Linked DNA regions of Mus musculus: all the other regions are linked to region 3. A link is a contact called in public promoter capture Hi-C data. All regions are on one chromosome and are shown on one strand. Each heading gives the region's core, a stretch centred on a gene start, on an enhancer-like site or on the middle of the called end of the contact. The rest is flanking DNA. Distances are from core to core; before and after follow the strand shown. Region 1 holds the start of Thnsl2 (threonine synthase-like 2 (bacterial)). Region 2 overlaps Smyd1 (SET and MYND domain containing 1). Region 3 holds the start of Fabp1 (fatty acid binding protein 1, liver).

Evidence for each region. Promoter capture Hi-C pulls out the DNA fragments that hold promoters and counts their contacts.
Region 1: a contact with region 3 is called in a promoter capture Hi-C map of liver. The contact joins the promoter of Thnsl2 here to the promoter of Fabp1 in region 3. A contact is called at or near these places in 9 of 39 promoter capture datasets (3T3-L1-derived adipocytes, the HPC-7 cell line, embryonic stem cells and 5 more), 1 of 115 datasets of contacts at active chromatin or transcription factors (embryonic stem cells) and 4 of 9 other capture datasets (adipose tissue, embryonic stem cells, liver and 1 more).
Region 2: a promoter capture Hi-C map of liver shows a contact between it and region 3. The contact joins the enhancer-like site here to the promoter of Fabp1 in region 3. A contact is called at or near these places in 6 of 39 promoter capture datasets (the HPC-7 cell line, embryonic stem cells, epiblast stem cells and 2 more), 1 of 15 datasets of contacts at CTCF or cohesin (the NIH/3T3 cell line), 12 of 484 Hi-C or Micro-C datasets (B cells, liver, macrophages and 4 more), 8 of 115 datasets of contacts at active chromatin or transcription factors (embryonic fibroblasts, embryonic stem cells, hepatocytes and 3 more) and 2 of 9 other capture datasets (adipose tissue and liver).

The regions. Positions count from the first base shown.
Region 1 is chr6:71,143,119-71,146,118 of GRCm38.p6, forward strand. It overlaps Thnsl2 (threonine synthase-like 2 (bacterial)), which reads right to left and starts at 1,262. Exons shown (of 9, transcript NM_001033929.2): 1 at 1,173-1,262.
Region 2 is chr6:71,235,371-71,238,070 of GRCm38.p6, forward strand. Smyd1 (SET and MYND domain containing 1) reads right to left here. Exons shown (of 10, transcript NM_001160127.1): 4 at 1,987-2,117; 5 at 1-11. Among named protein-coding and RNA genes, the nearest start is that of Smyd1, 26 kb to the right of the region's middle. Within about 2 kb of position 1,366, at least 23 of the 459 cell types and tissues checked have an H3K27ac peak or open chromatin away from gene starts, as enhancers often do. A contact at or near this core is called in embryonic stem cells, hepatocytes, intestinal crypt epithelium and 3 more, where this site is marked.
Region 3 is chr6:71,198,304-71,201,139 of GRCm38.p6, forward strand. Fabp1 (fatty acid binding protein 1, liver) reads left to right here and starts at 1,576. Exons shown (of 4, transcript NM_017399.5): 1 at 1,576-1,690. The coding sequence starts at 1,624.

The sequences.
Region 1 (3,000 bases), core at 12-2,511, 55 kb before region 3:
GCAATGGGTATAAACAGAAATGACGTTAGGAATCTGGGACACAGGAATCAGCCCACATAGGAGTCCATGACATGGGACATAGGCACAGCTGCTCAGAAGGCAGAAGCAGGGCCAGGAGGTCAAAGGCTTAGCAGTGCCTTCAGTAACTGCAGGGAGTTCTGGAATGCTGTGAACAACGTTAGAGCAAACTGCCCTGAAATCCTTGCTGCATAAGGATTCTGGACCTGACTAAAGGAAATGCAGCCAGGGAGTTCTACTGATCAAAGGGCTGGGGGTGCTGGGACAGGGCAGAAGCAGGTGGAGCTATGAGGAACATTTTTCCAAAGCCCTGTCCTTGGTCCTCGGTAGAATGGACCACATGATACCCGGGCACTGAGGTGGGGATTCTGCAACCCAAGAAAGACATGAACAAGGCACAGAGGTGAAGAAAGCCCGGCTTGAGCTAAGCATGTGCCAGAATAAGAAGATGGCTTGATTAGCAAACAGTCCCAAGCTTCTCACAGGATTAAGGGCTGTCGGTCGGTTCTGAAAGATCACTTCAAGGGACAGCGCAGAAAAAGCTACAAGAAACAGCTAACGACTTTTTTTTTTTTTTTTTTTTTAAGACTGTTGTGTCAGGGCTCTGGACTCAGATCTCCGCTGTACTTTACTGTGATAATTACTTTTTGGAACGTTTCTGGATTTTATTCCAGAGCGGAGACAGGGCAATAACCACGATAAATAATAACAGTAATCCCGCCTTTGGGGCGGGATTCGGCGCGGCGGTAGCGGAGGTGGGGAGGCATGGAGTCTCGCCCCTAGTGGTAGATCACTACTCCTGGATTGGAGTTTAAAGCAAGGCCTGGGAGGGCGGGCGGTGTACACCCGCTGGCGAGCTCGCCGAACCCTAAGACCCCATCCCTACCCTCTGAACACAGCGCACTGTCCTGAGTTTCCGGGTTACTCCCACACTGCCGAACCCTGGCTGCAGGAGAAAAACATGAGAAATCCTCCACCCGCGCGGGCTGCTAGGGCTATTGGGGCTGCTGCCATCCTAAGGCCCCAGCTGGCTTTAAAACGGTGGCCCGGAAGCCAAGCTGAGCTACGGGACCAGGACAGCAGCCAGAAATCTGACGTGTCACCGTGGAGAGCGCGGGGTGGGGGGCACGCAGCAGAGAACTGGGCGAGGTTACCGTAGGGGCGCGGAGCTGCCTGGAGACCCGAGTCCAGTGGGCGACGCGCACAGCTCTGACTTCCCTGAGCCGGAGGTTCTGAGTTTAAAGCCAAAGCTGGGGAGGAGCTCCTACAGAGGGCGGAGGAGGGGGAGTGGAGAAGGGACTTCGGGGAGGGGTAGAAGACAGAGCTTGGAAGACAGGAGTAGGGGGGTCGGGTGGGGGACAAGGCAGACACCGGAACACTAGCCTTTGTGTTCAATGAGTGCCTTTCAGACTCTGGATTCTCTTTTAGACTCATGATCTTCGCTGAGACTCGATAGAATAAAAGACGGTGACATTTTGTTCTGTTTTTATTTGTTTGTTTACTTATTGAGAGACCTGTCTCTATGTAGCTCTGGCCACTCAGGAGATTGTATGTAGAGCAGGCTGGCCTTGAACTCACAAAGAGATCTGCCTGTCTTTGCACATCCCTTTCCTAACTCCTCCACCGAGTGCTGGGATTAAAAGCTTTGTTTTGTTTTTAGATGAGAAATCAGAGGGCAATGTGGGAAGAAGGACTTAGCCTTCCACCATTCCATCCTTTGGCTTTCAGGATTCTGGTTTACATAAATCCAAGAGCCTGTGCTAAAATCCACCAGATGGGTGCATCATTTAGCTAAAAAATTCTTAATAGAACAATACTATCTATAGAAGCGTAAGTCTGACTCAGTTTCCCCCTCCCCTTCCTTTTCTCTATGTTCTCCCCCCTTCTTCATGGAAGCTGGTTATACAGTAAAGGATGATCTTGAAGTCCCGATCTTCCATCTCCATCTCCTGAGTGCTGACATTACAGACTTGTGTTACCAACGGCTTATGCTGGGAATCGAAGCAGAACTTTGTGTGGGCTCGGCAAGCACCTTACCAGTGGAGCTGCAGTCTCAGGCCCTAATTTATTTTTCAGGGAGGGAAAAAAGCAAGAATTTGGGGTATTTTTTTCTCCAAACATGATCAAATGTCCCAGGATTTACATTCACGCTCCAAGATAAACATAGGTTTGAAGATGGACCAGACAAGTACAGTCTAAGATTTATTCTTAGCCCTGGCCTTGGCCTGGTCTTTGCCTGTCTCCTTCCTCCTCCTGAGGCCTGTGCTTATTCAAGTTGCCTGCCGTCTAGTCCTCCCCTACACAGGCCATCCACTAGGCAACAGTGTGTGAAGCTGCCCCTGAGTAGCCAGCTCAGTCTCCTGGTAGAAGGCACTGAGAGACTGTCCCTGCTCAGGATATGGGATAGGCCTTCTGAGTACAAAATGGGCCAGGGACTTGCCATAGAGTTGACAGAGGTCAGAGGCACCAACCTATTGAGGGATACAGGTCAGCCATGGACCTTCTCCAACGTGTTTCTGTACTTTCCATGAGGTGCATTTAACCATTCAGAAGCCAGGAAAACTGGGACTCACAAAAGTCAGCAGTGTTTGTTACAGTGTTCCCAAAGAAATCGCATCCAAGGACAGCCTCCCTGCCTGGCTCAGGCAGGCCTACAGGACAGCACCACCCTGGGGCCCAGAGGGAGCCCAAAGTTCTTCTGTGAAGTGTACTTTGACTTCTCACCAAGGAGAGGAGCTAAAGGCTGGAGACAACTAAGTTAATCATTAGGGGTTACTGCCTCTGGGGTGTTCAAGACAGGAACTCCAGGAAGAAGGCTGGACTTTGAGAGCAGGCTGCACAGTAAACTGTAGTATTCATATTCTATATTGGAGCCATAAATGAGTTTCTTCCATTTTTCTTGTCTTTTATCTATCTATCTATCTATCTATCTATCTATCTATCTATCTATCCATCTATTTATTAAAATGCAGTAATAATATC
Region 2 (2,700 bases), core at 116-2,615, 37 kb after region 3:
CTGCCTCATGACTGAAAGACAAAACAGACACCCACGAGGAAGTCAATACCACTGCAGCCCCAAGAGAGCACAGCATTGTGGGCTCACGCAATCAGGGCATTGACAGTCACGACCAACCTCACCCCTGCTAGCTGGGCTCCCCTGCCAGGGTGCTGCCCGGAACAGTGAGAGCGCACTGGGAACAGGGTTACAAAATGGAGTCACAGAGGGATTCACTGCTGAACAACTGACCTCCTTTCCCAGGTCCTCAGTGTCCACTTAGAGTACAACAGTGAGATTGTTGTAAGACAACGTAACTGAGAAGAGAGTGCTGAGAAAAATGTAGAGATGATTTTCCTGTCCCAGTGACTAGCATGGTGCATCAATAAGCACGGCCTTTTTGGTGACTCTCTTTGGGGGAGAGTTCTGAATTGCATATGTAGAGAGTACTTATTGTGGTTAAAATGGGGCCACTGAGCCGGGCAGTGGTAGCACACACCTTTAATCCCAGCACTTGGGAGGCAGAGGCAGGCAGATTTCTGAGTTTGAGGCCAGCCTGGTCTACAGAGTGAGTTCTAGGACAGCCAGAGCTAAAAGAGAAACCCTGTCTCGAAAAAAAAAAAAAAAAAAAAAAAAAAAAAAAAAAAAAAAAAAAAAAATGGGGCCACTGATACCATGTCCAGGCTGATTTCCAGTGTCGCAGGCAGATAGGCAGTGACTGTAATGACCTTCTCCCTTGCACAAAAGCAAACAGATCCAGGGAACACATGACCACTCACAGTTAGTAGATACAAAGAAGCTACAGCAGACACCAGAGATGCCCTGAAGCACGGGCCCTAGGTTCATTAATTATTACACAGTCAGAATAGGGGCCTGGGGTCACCAGCACTTACAGAAGGGCCATCTGGGAATTGTGCATAGCTAAGTGTGATTAACTCAGTCAACCAGGCTAAACCTGGGTAACAGATCCTCTAAAAAGATTCCATGAGGTCTAGGCCAATTGTCCCTAGAGGCTTAGACCCTGGAGTACAATGTGCTAGAAAATATTATTCTCAGAGTCCAAAATAAGCTTTCCCAATCTTTGTCATCTCTCTCAACTGCTTTAGATACTGGGGTCAGGAACAGAAAGGAAATAAGAACTCATAGCCTTGGCTATGTGGCCACTTCAACCTGGTTCTCAGCTGAGACCCAGAAACCACTGTCTCTGGCTTCAAGGAAGGTTTAGGAGAAAGCTGCTGGTGGGTGGCTCGAAGTTGGCTTTCATCTGTCATGTGCCCCACTCCCAAGATCCAAGTGTCTGCCCACGTGTCTTTGATCTGTGCCTTTCTGGGGGCAAAGGGCTGAACCCTGAGGACTGCGTCACCTGGGTTCCTTTGCTCTTTGGCCTCTGGGTGAGGTTGGCCAAGTGGAAGAGAACGGGGTTGAAGTTGTTAGCCCGTATTTCCAGCAGTGCCTAACTTCTTTGCAGGAGCAGTTGTATGGCACAGCTCAGTGGAAGGAGCCATCTTTCCGAGCACATTGTTCAGGCTTCATCCCCCCCCCCCCCCAGACCTCCCCAGCCTGAGCTGCACCATCAGGCCCCAGGCTGTTTATCGATCCTATTCCTTTTGTGCCTGGTCCTTCCCAAACCCTGCCCACATGCCTGTAAATTGTCTTTTTACTAAATTCTGTCTGACTCTACTCCTTTGAATGTGCTTTCTACTTTCTTATAGACCCTTAGCTAGCACAGGCTACTGCCAGAGCACTTTTTTTTGGCTCTAGGCAAATAATCCCAGAGGTCAAGTTTTAGAGCAGTAGTTAATGATTTATCCAATACACGGAGGCAGACCTAGAGATTCAGAAACGGACAAGGTAAAATTCTTCTGCATCCACCTCAGTTCCTGCCTCTCCTCGGTCTGGAGTGAGACTCTGAGTTGCCGAACATTGGCAGTGCATGGCAGTCCACGTTTACAAGTTTGACTTTGGTTGAAATCAAGTAGAAGATTGCCCAATCCCCGTTGCACTCACTTGCCATTGTTGAATATGACAGTGCAGTTTGGCCAGCAATCATGGTTCACCAGGCCCAGGTTGGGGAAGATGCCCACACCTACTGCCTGTAGCCCTCTCTGGTCACTGAGAGTGAAACCGTTGCAGTTGATCTACCCAGAGGACAAGAGAAAAGATTCAGTCAACAGGCACAGATCGGTACAGATTATCACCCTAGATGTTGAAGAAGTTTGAAAACTAGAGGGCCTCATGAGTCTGGGAAAGGGACAGGTAGGGAGGTGGGGCAGGGTGTTAACAAAGATAGGAGGGGACAATAGGGGTGGAGAGATTATCCGAATATAGTATATGCATGTGTAATTACAAATAGCAAAAATGATCAATCTTTTAAAAGGGAGATTTTCATCCTGAAGACTTGTTTTTCACACATTTCACACGAGATGTGTGCCATGGAAGGAGTCCCATGTTTAACAAAACCACTTTGAAGCTCTCAGTAGTTCCAGCCTAATAAGGACCAAAGACAGGAATGCTGGCTGCTAATGCCATCTGTGTCTCAGCGGTTGTTTTAAGTATCCATCTTGGTTTATCTTTCCATATTCTGGTGTGGTGTGTGTGTGTGTGTGTGTGTGTGTGTGTGTGTGTGTGTGTAAATCAAATAAGAGCAAATACTCTTGATCTAGGAGAGGTGGCACTCACTTGCGTCCCAGTACTTGGGAAGTAGATATAGTAGATTTGGGA
Region 3 (2,836 bases), core at 326-2,825:
AAGCCAGCCCAGCTGAATGGAGGAGACAGAATGGGGGTAGGCCCACTAGCTGGGAGGAGTTACAGGGAGGCAGACAGCTGGAGGACAGGAAAAGTGTAGAAGAGACACAAATTCAAACATAGAGGAAGAAATACCCCGACACCTTCAGCTGGCCTATGCCTGTGACCTCTAGGGAAAGGTGGGTGATGAGGCTGGGTTTGGCAAGCCTAACAGCCTCACTAGAAGCTTAGACAATGGCAGTCATTTTGCAAGACAAAAATGAAAGCAAAGTGCAAGCTCTATTTTGAGCAGTCATCACAGTCAGGACAGTAGACACAGACCTTCCACGCTATCCGGGGCCTGTCACTGCTAGAGCAATAGGGACCATGGGTTCAAAACTGAGGCATGGCATACCCCAGCCTCAGATTTATAAGTCTATGTAGCCTCGGGGCAGAAAAGACTAGAGGATGGAGGGCCGATGGCTGTGAGTAATGAGGCTGATGCTAAAGTCTAAACAGAAGAGAAATAGGCTGTGAAGTGGCACTTGCTGAGAACTGCCTAGGATGCTGGAATGGGGAGATGAAGATGCTCTGGGTGACAATTCCCCCATGACAAACAAGAACATCAGAGATCTTTGGAAGCATCCTTAGGCCTCTTCCCCAAGGCCACTTCTAGTCAGGCTGAATGCCCGTGTACCATCTTAGTGCCCTGTTCTTAGTTGTGAGGCAGGGATGGGACAAAGTCAGCAGGTAATGCCATCTTTCTTGGCTGGACTTGTCTCTAGCAGATAAAATAATCTAAGTTTTCAGACTGCTGCTTTAGTTAAAGAGCTTACACCTGCTGACAGTAGATGCCTTCAAAGGGGAGGCTTGTCTGGACTAAGGCTTGCCTGGACTGAGACTTGCCTGGATTGAGGCTTGCTTGGAATCATTGAAGAAGAATTCTCAAAATACAAAACAGCTTTAAGGACTGATAAAATGTATGTAAAATTATGTTTGTATAATAATAAAAAATGAGAAATAAACATAAGGTTATATGAAAAAGGTTTTGAGTTCAAAGGTATTTCTCCCCATGTAATGCGCGCGCACACACACACACACACACACACACACACACACACACGTATGTGTGTTTATGTATGTACATATGGATATGTAGTGACATGTATATAAATATATGCATACATACAAGTGTACACATGTACAAACACATACATATGTGCACTTAGGTATATATGCATATGTGCATTGCTGGAGATGTGATTCACATGTTTCTAAATTATTTCTAAATGTATGTATGTTGCACATACATACATTTGTCAACATACATTTCAACCATGCACACTTATTTCATGAGTAGGGTTAAGTCACCATAAAGGCAACATTTACAGAGAGCTTTGCCCTTGGTTGGACTCACTAATGTTTGCTGAATTAGAACAAACCTCTGCCTTGCCCACTCTGATTTTTATCGTTGACCATTGCTCTCAGGAGTTAATGTTTGAGCCTGGCCATAAATAAATCGACAATCACTGACCTATGGCCTATATCTGAGGAGGAAGAATCCCCTTATAAAATAGGCAACAGTGGGTGACCTGGCAGGCAGAGCTGTTGTGGTCAGCTGTGGAAAGGAAGCCTCGTTGCCACCATGAACTTCTCCGGCAAGTACCAATTGCAGAGCCAGGAGAACTTTGAGCCATTCATGAAGGCAATAGGTGAGTGGTGATTATGACAGCAACGAGGGGCTAGCCCTACTATCAACAGATAGTCCAGGTCTGGTGTTGAGGTGGAAGGAGGGGTCCAGGCTATACCGAATTGAGGAGTTCTCCAGTGACTCTCCTGCTCTCTTGTTACTTTTACTGCTCCCCACTGGACAAAGCTACTCCAGGGAAGTGGAAACAACCCTACATTGGAAGATGAACTGGTTCGAAGTGTGTGTCTCATGGCACTTTATTCTAAGACCTTGTTCCTTCACTCACTTTCTAGCAAACATTGATTCAAGGCCAACCATACGCCAACCCCATGCTTGTACATATACCAGAGAGACAGAGTGTGATAGGCTACAATCCTGACCAATGTTCAGAGACAAAGCTACAATCTTGACCAGTTATTTGGAGATAAATGGAATGAAGTGTCTCCTAATATGTATGACTCTATACCAGGCATTGCCATGCAATGCCCACAGTAAATACTCACCATAAAACTGAGCTGTTTTCCCATTTTACAGTTGAGGCGACTGGGGTAGGTGAGGTAGCTGTGATGAGGCTCACAGTTTAGAGAGTGTTTGTGTTGGAGTTAGAAGCAGGTGCTGGGTCCCAGAGACCCTATTTAAACACCCTATGTCTCCCAGGGTACTCAGGTACGGGGGAGACTGTGATGATGAAAGCTGAGCCTGGAACCAGGGAGAGAAGAGTATATAACAGGAAGAAAGAGGCCTGTGGGCAGAGGGGGAAGTGGAACAAAGGGGGTTACCAACATGGAAAAGATGAGGAACAGCAAGAGTGGGGAAAGGACTCTCGGGTCATCCTAGGACTCAGAGCTTCTTTTGCAGACAAGTCAAAGATCATGAATGTGAGGATCCCTTAGTTTTGCAAGGGACCCTCCACTGTCACTGTGAACTCCCCGGTTCTTGTGAACTCCTGTTCATGTAAAAGCACAGATTTGTTCTGAAATCTGAAAAGCCCTATTCTAGGGTAAAGGATTTTTGTACATTACCCCCAAGAGCCTTGACTCCAGAGGCCACAGCAAGTTTGCCAGGCATGGTCCTACTTTGTGCATGGCCTAATTATCTGTAGCTCCCATATCACTTCAAAGGTAATTGGATTTGGAAGCTAAACATTCTGGAGGATGAAGTGTTCCCA